2 separate regions of the Salvelinus alpinus genome follow, and region 2 is linked to region 1. A link is a contact called in public Hi-C data. All regions are on one chromosome and are shown on one strand. The core of a region is the stretch at or near the end of the contact, and the rest is flanking DNA. Distances in the headings are between cores, read along the strand shown.

The links. Hi-C and Micro-C count contacts between places; a contact is called where the count stands out from the background.
Region 2: a Hi-C map of muscle shows a contact between it and region 1, with 9 times the contacts expected there. The contact joins the promoter of LOC139566353 here to the promoter of LOC139566216 in region 1. A contact is called at or near these places in 2 of 3 Hi-C or Micro-C datasets (muscle and red muscle).

What each region holds. Positions count from the first base shown.
Region 1 is chr38:5,450,711-5,455,719 of SLU_Salpinus.1, reverse strand. LOC139566216 (actin-related protein 3) reads left to right here and starts at 1,934. Exons shown (of 12, transcript XM_071387258.1): 1 at 1,934-2,156; 2 at 2,904-2,959. The coding sequence starts at 2,113.
Region 2 is chr38:5,674,483-5,679,491 of SLU_Salpinus.1, reverse strand. It overlaps LOC139566353 (oxysterol-binding protein-related protein 11-like), which reads right to left and starts at 2,347. Exons shown (of 13, transcript XM_071387478.1): 1 at 2,197-2,347; 2 at 1-13. The coding sequence starts at 6. LOC139566358 (glycerol-3-phosphate dehydrogenase [NAD(+)], cytoplasmic-like) reads left to right here and starts at 1,141. Exons shown (of 8, transcript XM_071387484.1): 1 at 1,141-1,330; 2 at 1,610-1,787; 3 at 3,433-3,573; 4 at 3,859-3,997; 5 at 4,109-4,221; 6 at 4,446-4,679; 7 at 4,866-4,972. The coding sequence starts at 1,290.

The sequences.
Region 1 (5,009 bases), core at 685-3,184:
CATTAGCAAAATAGAATTTTTTTCACGTCTTGTCTTATCAAAGTGAATGATAATGTCCAGGAGAAGTATTTTAACCGTATCGCAACTGGGAATTGATTCACGTTTAGATGGAGTATATGGTAGATAGGAAGGTCAAAATAATGAACCACTATCACGACTCAGGATATGACCCAAATGCAGACACAGGAGGCGGATAGTTTGGTTCTCATAATATGTATTATAACAAAGGGGCAGGCAAAGGGTAGGTAGAGGTTCGTAATCCAAGGCAGAGTCAATCATGGATAGAACGGCAGGCAGGCTCAGGGTCAGGACAGGCAGAAAGGTCAGAACCCGGGAAGACTAGAAAACAAGAACTTGAAAAACAGGAAAGACATTGGTAAGACCTGACAAAACAAGACGAACTGGCAAGAGAAACAGAAAACGCAGGTATAAACACACAGGGGATAATGGGGAAGAATAGGAGACACTTGGTAGGGGGTGGAGACAAGCGCAAGACAGGTGAAAAAGATCACGGTGTGACAGCCCCCCCGCTAGGGCCGCCACCTGGCATCCAAACCAGGCACATAGCTGGTGAGTCCATATAACGTATTATGTGATTTGTTAAGCCAAATTTACTTCTGAACTAATTTAGGCTTACCCAAACAAATGGGGCAAATACTTATGTAACGACTATATTTTATTTATTAATTTGTAAATATATATACACATACATATATATTTTCACTTTGACAGAGTATTTTGTGTAGATCAATGTAAAAAAAAAAGTACAATTAAATCTATTTCAATCCCACAAGTTCAAGGGGGTGTACTTTCTATTGGCACTGACTGTACATTGTACTGTCAAATGCATATTGCCACCTACTGGTGAAATAGTAATACACCCCAAGTTATAATAACAATTTACTGTACGCATCCTCTTTCTTATAGCAGCCCTTCAAATACAGTAACTCTGGGCCTGTACATTTAATATTAAATGAGGACAGAAATCAAATGTACCTTTGAAAGGTTTCTCAGCTAAACTGTGTCCATTTGTCAGCTTTTCCTCTTCCCATAATGTCGACACACAGTAAAGGGATGGTTTCTCCCACTGACTGGAGAGGACCGTTTGAACAAGAAGAGAAAGCTGAGGGCTTTGGGAGGATATAGGGAGTGACGGACCACCGAAGTGAGCGATGGATGACTCTTCCTGGAGAGAAATAAGGCAATGTTCTGTAAAGCTCAGGTATTGGATCTAGTCTAGCCACTAGATGGCCCTCCATGATGGATCCAGCTCTCAGCCCCAGAGCTCTCTCAGCTAATATATCTTCTTTATCAGTGGCCTTCCATGTGGTCATGGTGGGAGGGAATTACAATCCTCCTTGGTTGGTTGATGGGCGGTAAATCAATTATATCATCTTTAAGCAGAGCAGGTCGCTGGAGATGTTTTTTGGGGATGCTGCACTAGCCTATAGCTTCGAGGGACACATAGCTCTGAAAATGGAAACTTTTGAGAGATGGTCTTGGGTAACACTAATCACTCATGCAGTATATTTCTTGAATCTCCCAATTTTACCTATAGACTATTGAACAATTTACATAGGATAGAGAGAAGAGATATTGGTTTTCATGTTCACCCAAAAGGTCAATCTAACGCATTGATACAATGCTTTTTAATGTCATGGATTTCAATAGCGTCATGCAATGTTCAAAGAAGATATTCTATTCAGATAGTCTACTGCCTACATCAGTAGTCACAAAATCCTGTCCGTGAATTGACTGAACAATTGTTCTGCTGCTACTATAAAAACTAACGGTACATTATAGAGAATAATTGTTTAATATGTTTTACATGCAATTAGAAAGTGTACATTTACTTACCCCTCTGATAAGGTGCGATATTAGAAATGTTTTAACAAACGTTATGATCAGTGTCGCGTCAGCCGCTTTCAACTTCCGCATCAGGTGATTGCGGAAGTAACTTCACTCTGCGGGTTCAGGGTTCCGCCTCTAAACTAGCTAGCTAAATAAATGATTATCCCTCTACCCAAAACAAACGACTTTCCTTTTTATAAGACTCATTTGGAATATAGCAGCAATTCACCATTGCAATCTGCAGTAGATATTTAAGGAAACATGGCTGGACGTCTACCGGCTTGTGTAGTTGACTGTGGCACAGGGTAAGTAGCAAGTGCTAATGCTAATAGCTAGCTAACTAATTCATTGGCTTTAGCTAGATACACCCAGACATGGCATACACGTTGGGCGTGCAAAGTAAACAAATCAAGATAGCTAGCTGGTCAGCAACAACCTTTATTTGCTTCATTTCGTTTAATCCAGCCAGCAAACTAAGCTAGTTAACCATTTTAGGTTCAAGAAGATAACTTGCTAGTAGCTATTTTCCATCAGTGTCCCCCACTCGTTAAAGTTACATTAGCAGTATGCATTGACTTTAATCTGTTACTGTAGTCTACGTAACATGTATGTTTCAATTTGTGGAAGCGTATAACTGGCCTAGTCCACAGACAGTCATGCCACCCTTATCTCACCTCATTTGCTCACATTGTATATAGACTTATTTTTCTACTGTATTATTGACTGTATGTTTTGTTTATTCCATGTGTAACTCTGTGTTGTTGTATGTGTCGAATTGCTATGCTTTATCTTGGCCAGGTCGCAGTTGCAAATGAGAACTTGTTCTCAACTAGCCTACCTGGTTAAATAAAGGTGATAAAAAAAAAAAAAGATTAGTGGTTTGCAACCTTTTTCGGTTACTGTACCACCAACTGAATGTTGCTCTGCTCGCATTGAGTACCCCAGAAGTACCCCCCCCCCCTCCCCATGATCATGCATCATGAGCTATAATGATTACACCATTATGATCTATATAACCCACTGAACTTTCTCATGCAATGCATTTGTTGTAGGTACACAAAGATTGGATATGCTGGAAACACAGAGCCACAGTTTATTGTTCCTTCATGTAAGTATTTCTGTATCATACAGCAGCGGTTCCCAAACTCGGTCCTCGAGACCCCAAGGGGTGCACGTTTTGGTTTTTGCCCTAACACTACACAGCTGATTCAGATCATCAAGCTTTGATCATTTGAATCAGCTGTGTAGTGTTAGGGCAAAAACCACCCCTTGGTGTCCCGAGGACCGAGTTTGGGAAACGCTGTCATACAGTCTTCTAATGATAATGTACCATGTCCATTCATATGTAGCCCTTGATCATGACTATAAGATCCTTTCCATTACACAAGTCATTGGACGAAGGTGTCTTCTGTACTGAGCAGTTTTGTTAAGAACCGCGAAGCTCGGTCTGAACATTAACACGCATCGCTTGCAGTACGGTTTTGGCAGCATAAGGACCTTTATCTTTTATATCAGCCAGAAATAATAATGAAAGAAAATAGGGTTAGGGTTCCCACACGGCCATATTTCCATGTTACAGCGCTTGTTTATGGAAAACAGATAGAATAAAGAGTGGGCTACCTGTGCTAAATAGCTATCTGCTTCTCCGAACACCTGTGTGTAAACGGAAGACGGACGCCACACGTGTTGTCACTGAGAAATACGGTCAGCTGCAGCTGTGTTCAAACAGTGTACAGGAAGTGTGAATCTTGCATTTGTGATTATTTTGATGTGATATGAAAGGGATTTATGTTTTTAGAACCATACCACAATTTAGATGGAGTATTTGGTTGTTTTGGCTTCCAGAGCTTGGTCTATAAGCCAAATAATGGACTAAAGGAGCCTAACTCATAAGGCGGACATACTGTATGGTCATTAGTTAAATGAATCTGCTGAAAGCATTTGGGTATCGGTCCTTCCTGTTTTTCTTATCTGATTGGAGTGCTGGAATGGAAGTAAGCGAACACGCCTAATTCAACAAAAATGTAAAACCACAAAGTTTGAGTTGGCCGCCTTCCTCTAGCATTGAGTCATCCAGTGGACCCTAAATGGCAATGCTAGCTTGTTAGAGGCACCATAGACTAGTTATTCAGTGATAAATCCAAACCATTTGTCTATTTTCAATAATCGTAGCCTATTCACTTGTTTTCAGTACTTGAAACTGTACAGACACAGCTTGAAAGGAAGCTAGTCTAGCCTATATTCAGTGATATGGTGATATGGTCAGCCCCTGCTGACTAGAATAACGGACAAACTTGCCAAGGCCACCTGCCTGTGGACTTGAAGTAGCCAGTAGATAGATGACATGTGCACGTTTAGATGCCTGGATGGATGACAAGTAGGCCTACACATTTAGAGGCTACAAGGAAGTAGTTGAGGGAACAATGTTCATCGTCCGACATTATAATAATATATAATGTATGCCATTTAGCAGACACTTTTATCAAAATAGACTTAGTCATGCGTGCATACATTGTACGTACGTGTGGGCCCGGGAAACCTATGTGATCAACTTTGACAGTGAAGTCACATTATGCAGGAAGTTAAAGGCCCAATGCAGCTGTTTTTATGTCAACATCAAATCATTTCTGGGTACAATTAAGTACCTTACTGTAATAGTTTTCCATTCATATAGTCAAAAAGAAACAAAAATGGCTTTTAAGCAAAATATTATAATTCTCAAGCAATAATTTTGTTAGGACTGTTTGGGTGTAGTCTGAGTAGGGTTGGAACAACTGAAAACTAGCTGTTATTGGCAAAGTGGTTTGGAACTCTCTTTTGTTATTGGTCTAACTTATTTACCGTCTCGTGATGTCACCAGGCAAGCCGTAACTCCATCCATGCAAAACCTGCTGATTAGAAGGTCCTGTGTCTAATGTATTTTCAAATCAAAAGAGAACGGTCGCGCTCTCCCAGAAGCTTAGCTGATGCGTAAAAAACGTAAATTCAGACAAAGGGGTGTAATCACAGCAGCAAGTTTTGTGACCCGTTGCCACAAGAAAAGGGCAACCACTGAAGAACAACCATTGTAAATGCAACCCATATATGTTTATTTTCCCCTTTGTACTTGGAACTATTTTCACAATGTTGTAACACTGTACATAGCCATATTATGACAT
Region 2 (5,009 bases), core at 1,098-3,597, 220 kb before region 1:
TTCCATGTGGTCACTGAACAGAGCAGAGATTGAGAAAATGATTGACAGTTAGCAAAAAAGCTAGTTATGCTACAATAACAGCAGTGGGTTGGCAAAGTTCAACTCCCAATTAACCTCTGATTCAACTCTGGCTAGCCTGTTAACTAATAGCTAAGTCAGTAAGCTCAGCTAGAAAAGCTAGAAACCAAAGCTGGCCAGCCAGCTAACATTTGACCAATTAATTATAGTTACCAACTGAAGACGTGTGTTGCACTGCCTATTAGCCAAACACATCACTGCAGCTAACTAGCACGATTGGTTAGCCAGATATGGCTAAACAAGAGAATTAGCCTAGCTAGCTAGACAGTCATCATACCTGTACTGCCAGCCTTTAGAACTCCCTCTCCCAGAACTACCAGGCGTCCCTTTCTGGGGAAAGACATCCAGTTTCCCTTCACTGTCCGATATTCGTATTGCCGTGGCGGTTTCCCCTTGCATAGTCATAGCCAACGTTATAGCTAGCTAACAAGCTACAAACCTTGCCAGAAACGCTAGCTAGCTGGCTAGCTAGCTCGAGAGCTAGCCACACATCAAACGCTAGTCTGATTTGCTAACTTGAAGGCCTTGCTCACAGATGGATTTCTTCTGTTTATGGCTTAACAAAACACATAGTTTTTCCATGAACGATAGCTATCTAAACAACTGATTAAGTAATCCATCACAACATATTCTTATAAAAACAGTGGCGTGCTAGGTTGTTAGCTTGGTGTTTACATGATCCAAATCGCTGCTAACAGGCTTCACGATGACGCGACACGGTACTGAAGTCATGTGATTCAATTCCATGAAAGGACTTCCGCACTGGCAAAAAAAAGGGGAATATTTTGCCATACAAAGTTTGTCGAAATTCTACAAATGCAACCCATCTTCAAATATATCCTGCACATACCCCATCGAGCTACCGCCAGCATATATTCCAGTCATGTTGCATGACAGACAGTGAGAATTTTGTTTCTCCTCCGAGCTCTGCACATCGAGAAAACTATAGAACTTTCTCCATGCATTAATGTCTCTCCATACTTGTCATGACAGGTTCGCCGTGGTGGCACACCCAGAATAACCCTACTGTTATCTAACATGTACAAACCTTTCCCTTCTTTTATAAACAGGTTAAAAAAAGGGCGGTGTGCTAAAAAAGAATGTGCTGCCCACACGACAATGGCGTATAAGGAAGTTATGGTTATAAACACGGCATTTTACTGAGCTGTTAACACTGTTAAAGAAATCGTGCCTGCTACTCTACCTTAAAAATGCCTGCTAAGAAAGTGTGCATCGTTGGATCTGGAAACTGGTATATTTACGCGCTTTCTCTATTTGCATGTGCCTGCATTCGACAACATTATATCATTATTAATTCCACTGATTGAGTCATAATGTAGCCAACTAAGTGCTGATATTAGGTTAAATGTACAACTTGCGTGTAGTTTCATAGAATATCAAACATAGAAGTTTGATTTACATTCAAGACATTCCGTGTACTGTAATAATCTGGTTATCGTACCCCCAGGATATATTTAGCATGTTCATTTTGCGACTGGGATTTTGAAAATATGTTTTCATCATCTCCTAGGGGCTCAGCGATAGCCAAAATCGTCGGTCACAATGCAAAGGGATCCAACAGGTTTGACCCCATTGTCAACATGTGGGTGTTTGAAGAGATGATCGATGGCAAAAAGTTAACAGAAATCATCAACACAGAGCATGAGAACGTCAAATACCTACCGGGTCACAAGCTTCCCAAAAATGTGGTTAGTATTGTGTTTTAGTAGAGATTTTTTGCCTCAAGATTACAAATCATTGAGTTGGGCAATACATCTGGATTTAACATTATCTCCTATCTCCGGACATGCTTTGTGGTTGTGTAAAAGGACACACACAGATAAGATGAGTGAAGTTTGACCTATACAGAACTAACAACATATTCGTCTGGGTTGTTCTCAAGAACCCAAGGCATTAACAAGGCATTCTGCCTTATCCCTAGGGTTCTCAGCTATAAGCACCGTTTACCGGTGGGCCCATGTACACTACAATCCCATCTCTTTGTTTTAAAGTTTAGAAAACGCCAATAATCATTGCTTGCAATGCGGTTTTTGAAACATAGGATTATCTTTCATATCAGCGAGAAATAATCTTTCAAATATAAAAGATAACACTTACTGTATCAGGTTTGCACAGAACCATAGGACTGTGTGTATGCGTAGTATGGGATCAATATCATGCCAAATGTGTTCCTCCAGACCACAAACTACACTTCCTTTCCAGTTACGCTGACACACAGGTGTTTAAGCACGCTAGATAGCTAATTAGCACAGGTGGTCTTCTCTGCCTTCCATTAGTCTTCCTTAATAAAGTGCTTGTAACATGGCCATGTGGGAACATAAACCCTAACCGTATAAAATAGTGCTGGGGTAAGAAATCTAGACAGTTGCATATCAGGATACTATTTTTGACAATGTATCATGTAGTTTTGAAAATATCGCAATATGATTTTTTTTGCTAGTTGTCTGTAGCTAAACCAAAACCCCAGAACTTTTCCTTCATAGCTTGTTCTCAGTCTTTAAAAAAAAAATAGGGCGCCAATTTGTTTTCAGCACTTTTATTCCAATGACTGATCAAGACTTGTTTTCTCATGTTCTTGCTTGTCCCTCTGCAGCTATGGTGAACAGTTTGGAACATTGAATCGCAATACAATCACAGTGTCGAATCGCAATACATAGAAATGTGAGAATCGCAATACATATCGTATTGGCACCTAAATATTGTGATAATATGGTATTGTGAGGTCCGTGGAAATTCCCAGACATACTATAAAGGTGTGTAGGAATTTAGACTTTAGGTTTTTGGGTAATTATTTCTCGCTGCTATAAAAGATATGTCCCTTATATTTCCCAAACCAATAGTGATGCATGTTAACGTTCAGAACGAGCATCAGGGCTCTTAACAAAACTCCCCCAGCCAGAATATATCTTCATGAATAGATGCTAAAGGTATTTGTCATTCTTTGAATGGCCTACCAGTCTGACATACCTTGCTTTCCACTGTGTCAAAACTTAATGTATGTATTATTATAGCCATCCGCCCCTTATGTCAACTCCATGTAACAAAATAACATCACATAACATCTTGTAATCACAGGAGGTTGGTGGCACCTTGATTGGGGAGGACAGGATCGTGGTAATGGCTGGAGCGGGAAAAATGGAAGGGCATCAAACACATGGTCTCTACATGTTTGATGCCATTGCATTCGCTCCGTTCCAGCCATTATTGTGAGCTGTCCTCCCCTCAACAGCCTCCACTGCGTAATGTAGATTCACGATAAATGCTACTACACAGTAACATCCATCATGAGTAGTACAATGTATCATGCTATCTTTTCCCGCTCCAATTTACCAGGTTGCTGTCCCAGAAGTCACAGAAGCGGTGAAAGGGGCCAGCATACTGATCTTTGTCATTCCACATCAGTTCATTGGGAGGCTATGTGATCAGATGAAACCTCATCTTACACAGGGAACCATTGGGATATCCCTCATCAAAGTAATGCCATTTACCTCTTTTTCACACCAGCTCTCACTTAGAAAAAACATTGCTAAAATCTATAAACAATTTTAAGTCTGAATTTACTCTGGCTTCATATTGTGCTCAGGGAAAGTCTCAGCTGTATGAATTTATCATCATGGCTATGATTTTACACTCATTATGTAATAGCAGCCTAGTCAAAAAAAATGCAGCCACCCAAATGCTGGTAACTAGGGTTATATGTTACAAAATGAGTGATTGAAGGCAGCCTAAGATCTCTTTTCTGCCCTGGTCCTTATTCAGGGCATCGATGAAGGCCCAGAGGGCTTGAAGCTCATCTCTGACATCATCCGTGAGAAACTGGAAATTGAGGTTAGCGTCCTGATGGGGGCCAACATTGCCAACGAAGTGGCTGATGAGAAGTTCTGTGAGACCACAATTGGTAAGACATTTTTAGATCATTTTATCTAGACTATTGCTGTAATGTTTAGTGTGTTGCAACTCCCACGGATGCAGTTATGTGTACCTTGACTTTCTATCACTACCTAAACAGGAGCTAAGAACGAAGCAAACGGACATATCTTTAAAGAGCTGCTGCAGACTCCCAACTTCAGGATCACCGTGGTGCAGGAGAGTGACACAGTAGAACTCTGTGGGGCTCTCAAGGTACAATTTACATTTAAACTCAAAGAGAACAACTTTTGCTACATATAGCTACATCGTTAACGTAACTTACACAGAAGGCCTATGTTTCGCTCCACTGTACCTCTGTTTTATTTGCTCACATTGTCAAATCATTTGTTACAAACCATGAATCATAATATTGCTAGAAGAAGAGTAGAGAACTGCACATACCACTTATGGTTCCTTTCCCACTCTCTCCTTCCCAGAATATTGTAGCGGTGGGCGCTGGGTTCTGTGACGGTCTGGGCTTTGGGGACAACACCAAGGCTGCGGTGATCCGGCTGGGGCTGATGGAGATGATCGCCTTCACCAAGCTGTTCTGTAAGGGCCAGGTGTCCTCCGTGACCTTCCTGGAGAGCTGTGGGGTCGCCGACCTGATCACCACCTGCTACGGGGGGCGCAACCGCAAGGTGGCCGAGGCCTTCGCCAAGACGTCCAAGGTGACATATCTAGACAAACACGACTCAAGGATGTGACTCTGCTGTGACCAGTACAACTTCCACCCGTTTTGTCTGGTTGATAACAGTTAAGATATTAATATCCATCACTTCAAGAAACCCATGGAATGTTTGTGTGTGTATACATGCTTTAAGTAAAGTAACTAGCTATGTTGCATACTTCTCCAGTCTATTGAAGAGCTAGAGGCTGAGATGCTCAATGGCCAGAAGCTGCAAGGCCCACAAACCTCTGCTGAGGTGTTCAAAATTCTCAAGAAGAGAGACATGATCAACAAGTGAGTACAAACTCTTTCACCTTAAAGTGAGACTCAA